Regions from separate parts of the Anas platyrhynchos genome. Here region 1 is linked to region 2. The links are chromatin contacts, called in public Hi-C maps. All regions are on one chromosome and are shown on one strand. Each heading gives the region's core, a stretch centred on a gene start, on an enhancer-like site or on the middle of the called end of the contact. The rest is flanking DNA. Distances are from core to core; before and after follow the strand shown.

What was found. Hi-C and Micro-C count contacts between places; a contact is called where the count stands out from the background.
Region 1: a contact with region 2 is called in a Hi-C map of liver, with 5 times the contacts expected there. The contact joins two enhancer-like sites. A contact is called at or near these places in 3 of 8 Hi-C or Micro-C datasets (liver, skeletal muscle and subcutaneous adipose tissue).

Annotation. Positions count from the first base shown.
Region 1 is chr19:10,880,861-10,887,497 of IASCAAS_PekinDuck_T2T, forward strand. PIK3R6 (phosphoinositide-3-kinase regulatory subunit 6) reads left to right here. Exons shown (of 22, transcript XM_027471385.3): 16 at 306-416; 17 at 1,928-2,018; 18 at 2,693-2,763; 19 at 2,990-3,080; 20 at 3,551-3,621; 21 at 4,652-4,764; 22 at 5,530-6,637. The coding sequence ends at 5,686. Among named protein-coding and RNA genes, the nearest start is that of PIK3R6, 27 kb to the left of the region's middle. Within about 2 kb of position 3,456, at least 2 of the 8 cell types and tissues checked have an H3K27ac peak or open chromatin away from gene starts, as enhancers often do.
Region 2 is chr19:10,776,472-10,783,452 of IASCAAS_PekinDuck_T2T, forward strand. No RefSeq gene overlaps it. Among named protein-coding and RNA genes, the nearest start is that of PIK3R5, 7.4 kb to the right of the region's middle. Within about 2 kb of position 5,245, at least 1 of the 8 cell types and tissues checked has an H3K27ac peak or open chromatin away from gene starts, as enhancers often do.

The DNA.
Region 1 (6,637 bases), core at 2,206-4,705, 100 kb after region 2:
CCATTTGCAGCGATGTGTTTTTTTGGTCAAGGGACAGGAAATGGCAGATTTCAAAAAAGCAAATGTAAATGAGGCATTTGCTGAAATACCCCAGCTATCATTTCCTGGCAGTTTGAGCCACCATCGATAACCTGCAGAAAAGGCTGGCAGTCAGGTGCAAGTCTTTGCATCTTCCATTGGCTTTGGCTAAGTTGTGGCAGAGCAGCTGAGCTCATGGCTCAGTAATTAGTAGGAAGGTTGTGCGGGTTTGTGGCAGTGTTTTTACGAAGTGAACGTGGCTGATCCACAGCATGATTTTCCCCCAGCCTTCCTCTCCGAGCAAACATCTTGTGACTGATCTTTTCATCACCGATGTGATCGCCTACTACGTCCGCATGGGTGCCCAGCCCGTCTGCTTCCAGGTCTACGCGGTGAAGGTGGGTGCCCCATCTCTGGTGCTGCCCCATGGCCCTGTAAGGCTTCTTCCCCATTGCTGGAAGTGCTCTGCAAAGCCCCTGGGGTCTTTGGGCAGCTCTGAGCCTGGTCTCTGTGCCCCCCCAGTCCTTCAGCTCCTTGCCAAGCTCCCAGGTCCAGTGGCTCCACTTAGCACAGCTCAGCTGGGGTCAGTGATCCTGGGAAGGCTATTTCAGGATTGTGAAGGTCAGCAAAGCAAACCATAAAATCACCCCACACACCCATAGGTTTCCTGCTCTGTTCGACATGGGTTTGCTGAGGGGCTCTGTGCCTCCTGATGCTTTGGGTGCTGTGATCAAACAGGAGTTTTCAGGGTGGCTTTGCTAAAATCTTACTATACCTTGTAGGGGCTTTGCAGGGTTTCCTGAAATGCTGTCTTTCTTTGTTTCCTGCCAGCTTTTCTCTGAAATGGCATCAGAGTGAGACCTGGCACTTGTTACGAGAGCAAAGAACTACTCTATTTGGTCATGAAATACTAACCCCCCATCTCTGGCAGTTTTCCCCCTTCAAAGCTTAAGGTGACACCAATGCACATATCTCCTTTTAATCTAACTGTGGCCAACCCAGTGATCTATTGCACCAAAGGAGCAGCAATTGCACGGGCAAGCTGGCACGTGGCTTGCAAAGAGCTGGAAGAGCTTTGGGAATTACTGGTAGAGCATCACCCAGACTTGATCTAATAACATGTAGCTTATAAACACCTGGAGTGCCTGGTCCTCAGCTTGTGTGGCAGGGGATTTTGTTCTCTCTCTGAATATTTTTCTACTCATTTCTCCTCCATGACAGAAATCAAGAGCAAGTGAGAGAGTGAGTGACTCAAGCAGGGGAAGAGGAACTGACTCCAGATGTGGTTTTCAGATAGAGGCACCTAAACTACCCTGCTGTCATACAGGGTATGATTCTGGAAGCACTGAGCCTGTTTTGCCTTTTTGGTTAAGACCACGCTGTTCCTCTTCAGCTGCAGAGAACTTTCCTGGAAGTGAGGGTCAAGCCCCACAAGAGCTGGATGTAAGCAGAAGCTCTCCAGGACATAATCTCTATATTTTCTCAAAACAAGCCCATGAAAAGAAAAATAACACATAGGTCTTAAGTGACCAGTTGATTTAGGTGTATTAGAGAGAAATTACGTGCCTTGAAGCTAAGCCAGAGTCTGTGGTCAGCCTGCCCTTGACGTGGGTTGCCTCTGGGTGCATGGCTGGGGACAGACTCATCCGTGAGCGTGCAGTGACACCCAGTGGCAAGGGACACTGCCCATGGCTCTGCCCACTGCCTTGTGCCCTGGCAAGGTCTGCCGTGCTCCTGGGCTTCAGAAATCGGATCTCTCCATCCCATATTCCCCTGGCTGCCATGGGGAGATCATAGATTCCCTTTCACACCTGTGTGCTCTGGAGAACCTTCTCATGTCACGACCCCAGTGTGATGTCCCAGGGTGACTAAGGACAAGGTGTTCTTAAGAGTTTTTCCTCTCTTTTAGGTTTTCTTCAATGACCCAGCACTGGAGCCAGCTGAGGACGTCTTCCTCACCGAGCTGTGTGCCCAGGTTCAAGAGAGCATCTCCCACAGAGGTGTGTGTTTCCTCCCCGTGGAGCCCCACAGCTGGGGCTGCCACCCTGGGGGGGTTTCACCTGCCCCAGCTCCCTTCCACCCAGTCCTCAGCCTGCAGAAAGCAAGGCCATGCCATGGGGCCACGGGGCAGCTGCCCTCATTCCTCAATGAGCAGAAGGTTCCCTCAACTCCTCTGTCTCCTTCCTGGGCAAGTGATGCCAGTCTAAATGAGACATCTTGTGGTCACTGGCTCCTGGTCAACCAGGTTTTATAGGGGAGGCTTTGGTTGGATCCAGGACCCTCTGAGGTTGGACCAACATTTTATTCTGGCTGAAAGAACAAGCTGATAGCTTTAAAAACATCCCCCATTCCAGATATTTTCCCTGTTAGAAATTCTGCTTCCTTGAGTTGCCAGTGATGGGACAAGGGCTCTTGAAGGCTGGTCGCATCCAGCACCCCAGTCTGATCCAGTGGATGCTGGGCACAGACCCTATACTGAGTCCGTAGATCTCACTCACTGGACCTTTTGAGGGCACAGAGCCCAGCTGCTGTAGGCAAGGACTGGGGCTGGTGTGCCCACCCGCAGCTGCTGTGTGACGGAGGGATGGCTCGTCCCATGGGAGGACCACTCTCCTCTGGCTGCAGACAGGTGGGATGAGAGAAACCTCAGTCCTTCCTGGTTCCTCCCTTGCAGAGTTAAGCCTGACCAAGAAGAAAACAACCCTGGAGGGCCCTGGCATAGATCTCGCAGTAACATACAAGAAGGTAAGTGGGGCTTCGGGCAGCCCAACACGCCGCTGCCCACACACCTGGCACAGATCTCCCCAGAGCAGTGATCAGGCCCTCCTCCTGTCCCCTGGAACTGCACTCTGGGGGAGGACAGAGAGGTCCCGATGAACTTTAAAAGTCTGTTAGCTAACCCTGTATTTGTGACAAACTGTCTCAACACTCCCCAGGTACAACCGCTGAATTAACAGAGCCTTTCCTGCAGGTTGTGGTGAGTGAGCGGGCAAAGGAGGTGTCGGTGTCCCTGCGCTCCACAGGCCTCGTGATGAAGGCCATCCCTGCCGATGAGGCCGAAGGTGGGTTCCTCCAGCTTAGGAGCATGTGAAGGAGGTTTGCTGAGTTTTCTGGTGCTCCACAGAGTAAATCTGACCATAGTACTTAGTGCCAATTGTGCCTGGGCAGTGGGGTTAAATCTGTGACGTACAAATACTGGTGTCACCATGGCCTGTGGTTGTGTTTTCTCGTGAATGTCGTGCGTGGAGCTCCCTGTAACCTGGGGTTCTGCTTACCCATAATCTGGTTTTGGCAGCACCTTCCTCTTGCTGCAGCTTTCCTCTTTCACCTTGCCTCAAGCACAACCGTTGAGGTTTCACCCTGAGCATGACCCCATGCAAACCCCTGCCCACAGAGCTTGCTGGAGTCCTCCTCTTCTGCCCGCACATCCCATGGCCCTCTCCCAGGCGACCTGATATGAGATTAGGCATCATCCCCGTTTGAAGCTGAGATTGTGCCACTGTTCAAGGCTAACACACTGCTTCTGTTTCAGATCTGTTGTGTCTGAATGTGAACGTCACTGAAATCATTAAGATCAACAACTTGTCGGGACGATCCTTCTCAGTAAGTGGCTGTGGATGCTCCTGGCCCTGGAGGGGTCAGCCTTATGGAAAGTTCTTATTGCAACAGGAAAGGGGGAGCTCTCCGTGGGGATAGGAAGGTTCTGGGGCCATCCTGCGCTGAGAAGGTTTTCCATGGAAAAGTCCAGTTTTTCAAGTGAAAGCCCCAAGCTGGATACCACATCAAATTGTGTGGACACCCTGAAGGACTGAACTGTCACCGAGATTCTGTGACCCAAGGGACAAAGTGGAGAAAAAAGGCTTAGCCCCAGACATCATGACCCTGCTTGGGTAGGGGAGGGGATCTGTAGTTCTGAGATCAACTCCATTAGTTCCACAACTCCAGCAGCAGAGTCCTCTCCAGACCACTTGTGTCAGCCACTTTGGGGCCCACCAGAACCGAGGCTGTTGGGGAAATGCTGTACCAAAGCATAAAAGGGAAGCAGGAATGTCAGTGAATCTAATCAGCACCTCAGAGTGATAGATATGCAAGAGATAGGACTGAAAAATAGGGCTCCTGTCCCTCTTGTTTTACATGATATGTGACACTGTCCTGTGGGGGTGTGTCTCTGCAGTTTGGGTTGCAATATTATTGTATTATTGTGCCTTGGACATTTGGAGTTGCCCTGGAGCCTTCAGTTTCTCAGCTGGTGTTTCCAGATAGCCAGAACTCTTTTGCTTGTTTTCACTTGGCTTTTGGAGACACCATGGTGCTGTGGCCCACGCTGCCCACCAAGGTACACCAAGGCCCAGGAGAACTGGCCAGGTGTCCTGTGAGACACCCCAAGCCTTGCAACCTCTGCAGAGTTTGCCAGTTTGCGAAGTCTGCCCTTGCAAGCTTTGGCCAGGTTGTGATGTCAGAAAGTGGAAGAGAGAGACACTTCTATCTTTAATCAGCTACCTGAGGTTAAAACTGAAAGAGAAAGGCATCATTTGTCCCTTTCATACCCAGCATGCACACACCACCAGTCACCGCGTGGCACGGGGCCTGGAAGTGAAGCACTCACTGGGCTCTTCCTCCTTTCTCAATCCAGGCTGTGGCAAACAGGTTGAAAACGCGTGATATCAAAATCAGGAGCACAGAGCAGAGGCCCTTCACGGTGTGCCTGGACAAGGACAGCAGAAGAACCTACAGGAATGTGATCAGGTGAGGATGCCCCATGTGCCAGGCTCTGCACACCTCACCCGTTAAATTGCATCCCTCCCAGGAAGAAGGGCTTCCAACGTGGAAGAGCTCTTCCCCATGGAGTCCTAGTCCTAATGGGTATATATCTGATAAAAGACCTATGGGTAAATACATTGCTTTTCCAGGGAAAGCAGGGCAGAGTGGTGCTCTCCTACCTTTGCATTTTGGGGTGGTAATGTAAAAAAAAAAAAAAAAAGAAAAAGGTTCTTCTATTTTAAGTAAGGCGCTGTCATTAAGATGGTAGAAGGAAAGGTAGATCCAAGATCTTAGGTCTTCTAAATTGTTTTGTGGAGCTGATGCTCTCTACACTGACTGCAGTCCTCACTGGGGTATCTCAAGCATATGAAGGTGTGGGGAGAGTTCAGCCCTGCTAAAAGGGCAGGGATTGCTGTGGCTGTAGTGGTGTCAGTGACATATGATGTGCTGGAAGTGAACAGTCAGGGTTTGTGGTTCGTGTTTCATAAGCCATGTGGGGCATAGGTAAAATGTGAGTTTCTGAGAACTGAAGTGAGCCAGGATAAGGCCACTGGTTTTGTGGTAAATGCTAATATACAGCAGCTCATCTTCCCAGCCAAAACCAGTCTGAAAGCACAAAAGCAGCTGTGTCTCAGCACAACATCCCTCCTCTGCAGGCAGCAGAGAGACTTGAGGTTTAGTCTGAGTTCAGACTCTGGCCCTCAAGGGCAGGTTCGCACGAGTGGTAAATGTGTTCTTGTACTCTTGCAGTGTGGAAGTGTCGCCCTGCCTAGAGCCCAGCTACTGCTTGCAAAAGACAAGGACAATGAAATCCAGCGTGCACGAAGCAGAGGATGTGGGCCTTGTGAAGTACATGCCCAAGTCTCTGCTGTTGCCCATCAACACGTTTGCAGGCGTCATCCAATGAAGCAAATGAGAAAAAGGTGATGTGACAAGATGTGACATCTGGGTCCTCAAAGAAGAGATGGAAAAAGAAAACACACTAAGAAGACACCAACAATGATTTTACGACCATAATGGTGTTTCTAGAGCTGCAAAGGCAGAGGTGGAGAGGGCTTACAGAGGACAGCTGCATGCTGGTGAATGGCAGTGGTGACCACAGCCAAGGACCCCTGTCCAGGGGCAGAGCTTTCCTGAAGAGCTGAGGCTTTCAGCCTTTTGCACAAGTCAGGAAAAACCTTTGAGCTTTTTCATTTCAGGAAAAGGACTGAGGAAAATACAGCTCAGGTGATGGTGTGTGCTGTGTTGTGGATCAAAGAGCAGTTGCTATTAGTAATATTTATTATGGTGGTATCTCCTGCCCTGGCAGATGATCAGGGATTGTTTTGCTGGGTTCTGCACAGCAAACTCAGTTCTGGCACAGGATGATGTATTTGGGCAAACCGGCAATTGCTCCCCTGACTCAACCAGGAAACCTCACTGCAAGCCCGACAACTGGGAGTGTGTGTGCATGTGTGTGAGACTTCCAATGCAGGAAGCCAGTGGGAAACCTGCTGTTGGTTCAGAGGGGCTATAGAAGATAACGACAGATGGTGTGAAACAGGGATGTGGGAAATGTAGTGCAATATTTGATGGTGCTGAACTGGACTAGAACTGCTCAGGTTGCCGAGACTTTGCTCTGAGAAGCAACCTCCTGTGATCGATGGAGAAGCAGAACACCTGGAAGACTTCTCTGTTCCTTTCCTCTGCTGCTATCATGGTGTAGAAACCCTCCCCTCATTTGCAGATGGGCTCCAACTAACCCACTTTTATGGATGGTCATGTCAGAGGCCTTGTCTTCATTCCAGCTTGTGGATGACTGAAATAATGGAAGAAATGAGGTGTGTATGTATTGACTCTCTGAATGCGGTCTGAAGTA
Region 2 (6,981 bases), core at 3,995-6,494:
TGCACCAAAGGAACAGATAAACACGGTGCATTTTGGGGCACTGGTGGCTTTATCCCGATTTTGTGGAGCTGGAAGACGTGGGGTGCAGAAAGTGGGTTTTTGATCTGGGGAGGCAAATTCCTGTTCAAAGCTTGTTGAGGATCTGTGGGGACACACAAGGGGTAGAGGTATCTGGCTCATTCAGTAAAATGTTTTGTGCCGATGTTGTGGGGTTTGGGAAGGCACAGTGCAGTAACTGTAGGACAAACAGCAGCAGTGTTTGACCTGCAGAGTTTTAGCGGTGCAGAAGCAGCCATTCCACAAACCTGACCAAAGGATCCTGGATCTCAGGGGACGTGGGAGCGAGTCCACCCTTCACAAAGGACTTGCTGCCATTTTTAGGGCTAGCCTCTTCCCATCACAACCACCCACTGCCCAGCTCCGAGCTGCTGTCCCTGGGCTCTGGGGACAGACCTGCCCCAGGACCCCCAGCTCTGTGCCCACCCAAGAAAACTCCCCTCAGGGCTGAGCCAAGGGTCTGGGCAGCCTGTGAAGCTGTTTGGGAGCCAGAATAAGCAAATCTGTCCCCAGGTACCCAGCTCTGACCTTTAGCTCTGATCTTTCCCCTGCAGCTGCCCTTCTGCTGCCCATGGATGGAGGCTTTGGATGTGCTGACCTCCCCCGTGCTGCCTGCAGATGATGCAGCCCCGGCGGACACCAGCGCGTTCCCAGCTGCTGCTGGCCCTGGCACCCATGGCAGGCACTGGGAGCTGCTGGACATTATTTCAGTAGGAAAACTGAGCTGACTGAGAAGTATCTGCCTCCAGGTCCCATCTGGGGAAGAACACAGTGAAGTTTGTTCCTCTTGAGTCTAGGCCAGTACCACTCAAATGAAAAATGGTCTTTTTTTCTTGCTGCTTTTACCTTTGTTAACCAAACTGGAGCAGCAATGAAAACACAAGGTTCCTGGAACCCCGATGGAGAGGGAAACCAGTCGGTGTTATGGCAGTGGCTAAACACTGCCCAGAGCAAAGGGAGAGCAGCTGGGTCGAGCTGGGACAGCGAAACCACTGCCCTGCTAGGGCAGGGACATTGCAGCGAGCAACGTGCAGCGAGCAATGCTCCTTGAAAACAACAAACACCTTTAAAATAGCTAATGGGAGCAGAGACAGCTCCTCACCTACGTTACAGAAATGTCCTCTGGGCACAATGGATGCAATCGACACCAGCCTGGTGTGGGATTTTCTTTGGGACTGGCACCAGAAAGTGGCCCCGCAGAGGTTTCCTACCTCGATGGAGTCTGCCCAGGAAACCCCAAGACGTTCGTTTCATACAGGACCTGTGAAAGGCCGGGGAGCTGAAGCACTGAGCTTCTTGTTGGGAATTTTCCTCCCCGCTGAGTCAGAATAGAGTCGTGAAAAGGAATTTGATCTTCTTAAGCCGATGTTAGGCAAAGATCGGACCTGGGCAGAGAGGGCGGGGATGGAGGGCACACGGCTGCGTGGGGCCAGGGCAGGCAGGACTGAGGGTACCCCAGCTGCCTTGGGAGCAGGGTTGTTCACACACACACACACATCCCCAGAGCTTCTGAGCCACCTAACAACTCCCTTCATCAAATGATTTACTCCTCTCCAGCATTTGCTTTGCAGGGATGAGGGGGCTCTTGGGGCTCCGTTTGCAGTGGTGGCAGTGCCGTGCAGGCTGTTTCAGCAGTGCAGGTGATGGGGCTGCTGCCTGTCTCTGTATGTTTCAAAATAATAAAGAAATAAAGGTTCCAGAAAGCCTCCTGTTCCCTTAGGCACCGTCACAGCGTGGGGGGGGATCTGCAGGACTGAGCCAGCAGGGTCTGTCCTTGGGGCTGAGCAGTGGGCATCATGCAGATGGCCATGGGGACTGCGAGCACACACCTTCCTTACGCAGAATGCCCTCTTGTCACATGAGGGGTACAACGGGTGCCGGGGGACTCCCCAGACCCCAAACCACCTCTGCACGGAGAGGCTGCCGGGAGCAGGGTGTCCCCACACGTGGGGCTCGGTGCAGCGAGGGCACGTCACCCAAAGGACAGCAGGACACGGCTTTTTGCTCAGCCGTACCCAGAACGCTTCGCAGCGTTCGCTCTCTTTTTGGCAGCCATCCTAACCCAATTATAATTAAGTATGTATTAAGCTGGATGAAGTGGCCTTCGAGTGGCTATAACCTTTTAATAGGGGAACCTGCAGAAAGGCAGCGGGGTGGGCTTCTCTGGCCAGGCGGCGAGGCACGGGGTCAGCCCCAGGTGCAGGGGCTGGGGAAGGGGCTCTGAGCAGCCTTCGCCTGCCTGCATCAGCCTCCAGGAAAGCAGAGCCTTGCTGATGGGCCCGCAGCCTCCCAAACCCACCCGGCATTCCTCCTGCCCAAAGGTAGGTGGGCGGCTGTGTTCTGGCCTGTTTCCCCAGGTGCTCAGCAGGGCAGTGATGTTTGTGCTCTGCTGCCCATAGCAGGAAAGGCTGCTACATGCCAGCTGGTCACACTCCCCAGCCCTGTCCCCAGATGCCTTAGTAACAAGGGGTGGAAAGAGAGAAAAACTCATTTTTCTGACCCATCCCTACCCTCTTTGTCATCAATATATGTTTTTTTAATTTTTAAAATTAAATATTTTTAAAAATTATTTTTATAAAAATATTTTTCAGAGTTCATTGTGTGCTAGAGTAAAGTAAATCCTGTCCTCCCTGAACACTGCCTGGTTTTGATTCAGCCGGAGAACAACCTTATCTGAGGGGTCCTGCCTGTCCCTGTCCCCAGCCCACAGGTGGCCCAAAGATGCACACAGATCCCTCAGAGGACAAATTCCAGCTGTCCCCAGCTCACTGCTACCAAACACTGCACCAGGGTCTCACTGCTCCCTCCTGTCCCTGACACTGGTCTCCTGGCCACTTGGAGGTGTCCCCAGGTGTGTGGGCACAGACACGGAAAAATATCACTTCTGTGAGATTCGATACACAGTGTCGGCTGTTCCTGTGCTGCCCCAAAATGCACAGATGAAGGTGCACATCTCTGCACCGCCTGAGACCCGGAGAGCACAAAGAGTGACACAGCCACCCCTGCTGGCCTCCCGCTGACTGCTAGGCTTGGATTTACACTCACGTTAAAACACACGAATTGGCAAATCCGAGCCGAGAAATGCCAATGGATTTCCCAAGCACGGAACAGCCTTAAAATAAATGAGAATTAGAGCACCAGGGTGAAACCCACCCCTGGGGGAAGTGGAGTTAATTGAAGTTTAAAGATTTATGCAGGGCAGAGAGGCCGAGGGGGTCTCCTGCCCGGGGGAGGAGTGAGGGTCCTGCACTTGGTCCTCGCCCAGGGCTGCCCCCTGCACCTCCCCTTCTCCACCCTCCTGCCCCGTCCTCCCCGTGGGGGGGCCCAGGGGCTGCTCCGGGGCTTTGCCGGGTTGCCTGCACCAGCCCTTGGCAGAGAGATTTTACCAGTATAAAAAGCTCCCAACTGCTACGCGTTGCCTTGCAATGCGGTTTTTCAGCCTGGGGGAAATGTTGAATAGCGTTTCCTCCAGCTGACAAACAGGTCTTTTGTTCCTTCTCAATTTGGGGGACAAAAGGCCGCTCATGTTGCACCTTCCTCACCCTCCTGACTTGCTTTGCACCTGCCCCTGGGGCCTGAAAGGGAAAGGTTTAACATCCCAACAAACCTCCTGGGAGAGGAGGGCTCCCAGCGACACCTTCCCGGCTGCGCACTTCTGCCTGTCCCCACCCCGGACCCTGGGCACTGCCACCTTCAGGGGCTGTGCTGGCTGCCTGCCCTGTCCCCGGCCCCATCCCTGTCCCCTTCCCCATCCCCTGCCTTTCCCCACTTCCCTCCCCGGAGTTTCTGCAGCCTGGGGCTGGTGAAGGGGAGCAGCCTTCGGTGGGCACCTCCGAAAGAACAGGGAGGTGCCGTTGCCATCGCACTTTGCTCCCCAAGCCCCCAGCACCCTTTCATCCGCAAAATGCCAAACATTAAATATATGTCCGAAACATGTTTGAGTGAGCGAGGTTTCAGCAGCAGATCAGGTGCTTCACCTGGAGGGGAGCTGGAAGGGCTCGCTGCCCGCTGGTTTCCCCGGGGCACGTCCTCAGGACACTGTCACCAGCTGTCCCCTGCCTCCCGCAGCCCCTGCGTGCTCCCAGCCGCTCAGGTCGAGCCCTCCCCAAACCTTTGCAGAAATCCCCTCCAGCTGGTGTTGGCAGCAACTCTGTCCTTCCAGGAGGAGCGGGATGGCCCCAAAACCTTTCCCATCCCAGGCAGCAGCGACCTCAGATGCCTCGGTGCCGCGCGTCCCCGGCTGCAGCCCGCGGCTCGTTGCGCGGTGCCACCGCTGTCACCACGGGCCCTGCTGCCACCTGCCGGGCACCCAGCGCCCAGCTCGGGGAGCAGAAGGGCTGGGGAGCCCCGGGAGCCCCTGTCCCCAAAGGCTGGGCTGGCAGAAAGGCTTTGCCACCGGTTGTGGGGAGGCGCAGGAACCACCCCGCGGCTCCTGCCTGCAGCTCCGATGTTGCGGCTTTGTTGCGGCTCGTCCATCACAAAATGAGCCTTGAAAATGTGCCTCTGCTGTAGGGTGGCGGAGAGGATGGCAGCCCCCCAAAGCTGCCCCCGGCCACTGCGCAGGGAGGGGGGCACGGCTGGGTGGCACCGCCTGGGGACCTGGTGGCCCCGGGTGGCAGCCAGGGCTCCTGGCACAGCGTGCTGGGGGCTCAGGGCTGCCTTGGCGTGCTGCCACCTCCACGTCTGACCGGGGGCTGCTGAGGGCTCCCCCCGGCTCCCCCCAGAGCAGCACACTGCACTGCCAGAGGCCCACCCGCCGCGCTGCGTTCCCACAGGACTTCTGCAGCCCCTCGGTGACACGGAGCGGGGGCAGCTGGGTACGGCCGCGGCTCCAGCCGCAGTGCCCGGAGCGTGTTCCCAAATCCAGGCTTTGGCACCCGAAGGCACCGACCGCTGCGGAGGGGCTCGGCGGGAGAGGGGATGCTCCAACACCGGGGTGCTGCGGGCTCAGGGGTGGCCGTGGTAAAGCTCAGAGTGCTGCCCTGGCACCCCACACCTCTCCTCCGTGCTGACCCCATGAAGCTGCTGGAGGCAGAGCCCCCCAGGTGGGTGCTGTCCGGGGGTGCAGGACGCCGGGTGGGTGCTGTCCGGGGTCGCACCCCCGGGTGTTGCTCAGCATCCAGCGCTGCAGTTCTGCGGCAGGACGCAGGGTGGAAGCCTCAGCCCGTGCAAAGCCAGCCCGCTGCCAGCCCAGGGCTCTGCCCCTTTCCCCTGCCCCCTCCCAGGGGCCAGGAACAGCCCTGCTGCAAAGCCCTGGGGAAGCGGGCATGGGACGAAGCTCCGAAAGGTGAGGAATAGGGGGTTCCAGCTTCGGGAGAGAGTTTTAGGCGGGGACAAGGCCGGCTCTCTGCATGCAAGGGGACTTCTTACAGGAGCGTCTTGCCCCAAGGGGTCGTGAAGTGAATCCCAGAGGCAGCAGCTCAGCAGGCACAGCCCGGTGTTGGAGCAGCTGAGCATTTTTACCTGCAAAATGGCAAACATCCAAAGTGAGTGGTGAGGAATGGCAGGGAAACATTGTGCAAAGCAATCGGCTCAGCTCCACGCCGTGGAAAGCATGGTCCCTCGAGGTCCAGCTGTCTCCCCTCAGTTTCCATGTCAGCCCTGATTTCTGCACCCCTTTGTTTGTAGGAAAGGAGGACCCCATCCTGTTCCACACCTCTGTCATTCTGTGCCAGATGCAAACCTGGTCCTATAAAGAGCACGGGCCACTTGTGTAACAGTGCACAGCTCACCTGCAAACCCCAACCACGGTGTGGTGTGGCTGTGGGGGCAGCAGGGTGTGTGTGTGTGTGTGTGTGTGTGTCTCCTTTGCTCACAATCACCCCTGCAATTGTTAATATCACGGTGGGGAAGATGTTTGATTGCATCAGACTCCTTCCCAGATCGTTCCCCGGGTCTTCCTTCTCCCTGTGACAAGCACGGAGGGCTTCTAGCAAGCACCAGGTTGGCTTCTGGTGTGATGAAGCCAGAGACTGAAATGGAAATGGTCCCGAGGGCTGCAGGAGGGCCAGGATCAGACCTTCTCTGCGGAAGAAGGGACTGGAGGTGGAAGGGAGCCAGGGTTTAGCAGGGGTTTGCTCCAGACACCCCACGCCCTGACTTGGCACACAAAGTCCACCTGCACAGGGCAGGAGAGTGTGGGTCAGACAAAGTTTGAGTGGGAAGCACGAATGCTGAGGGCTCTCTGGAGCCCTCCACCCCCAGCCCCAAACCTTCAGCTCTTCGCAGGATCAGGTTGTTTAAGGTCACGTTTTCACCTCCTGCACGGAAGGCAGAAGGGGAAGGTCTGGGGTCAGGTCTGCCGCCACCAAAGCCTATGGCCCATTTTCGTTTCTCAAGGGTCAGATTCAGGTGGTGTTGAGCAATCTTTCAGTATCCTTTACATTGCACCAGAGAAATGAAAAACACAAGTCGTGGGAGGAACCAGCGAGAAAAAGCAGGTTCCCTTTTTGCTGGATCCTGCTTCCCCTTCCCTCTGAAGCTGTGCAGGCAGCGGGCACCCTGGGGTGCTGAGCCGGGGCTGTGGGGCTCTGTCATTGTGGGAACGGGCAGAGAAGGAAGCAACGGGCGCACCGAGAGCCTCTGCAGCCACGGGCAGAGCAGCCCCGGGTGCATCTCTGGGAGATGTGAATGGATCCTAAGGAGATGTGAGCACATCCCTGGGAGATGCGAACATATCCTAAAGAGATGTGAGCACAGCCTCAGGGGATGTGCTGGCTGCCGTCTGCAGCCGTTGGACAGTGTTCATGGTCAACTCCAGCTGGATGACTTTGTGGCCTTTTTTTTGGAGCTATTTTTTTTGCATTTCCAATGTGTGGCTGGGCCTGAATCCATCAAGAACACCCCAGCACCTCTCTGGCTGAGAGGACATCCCGTCCCATAGCCGGCTTTGCTCCCTGCCCTGGTCATTCCCTGGCTAACGTT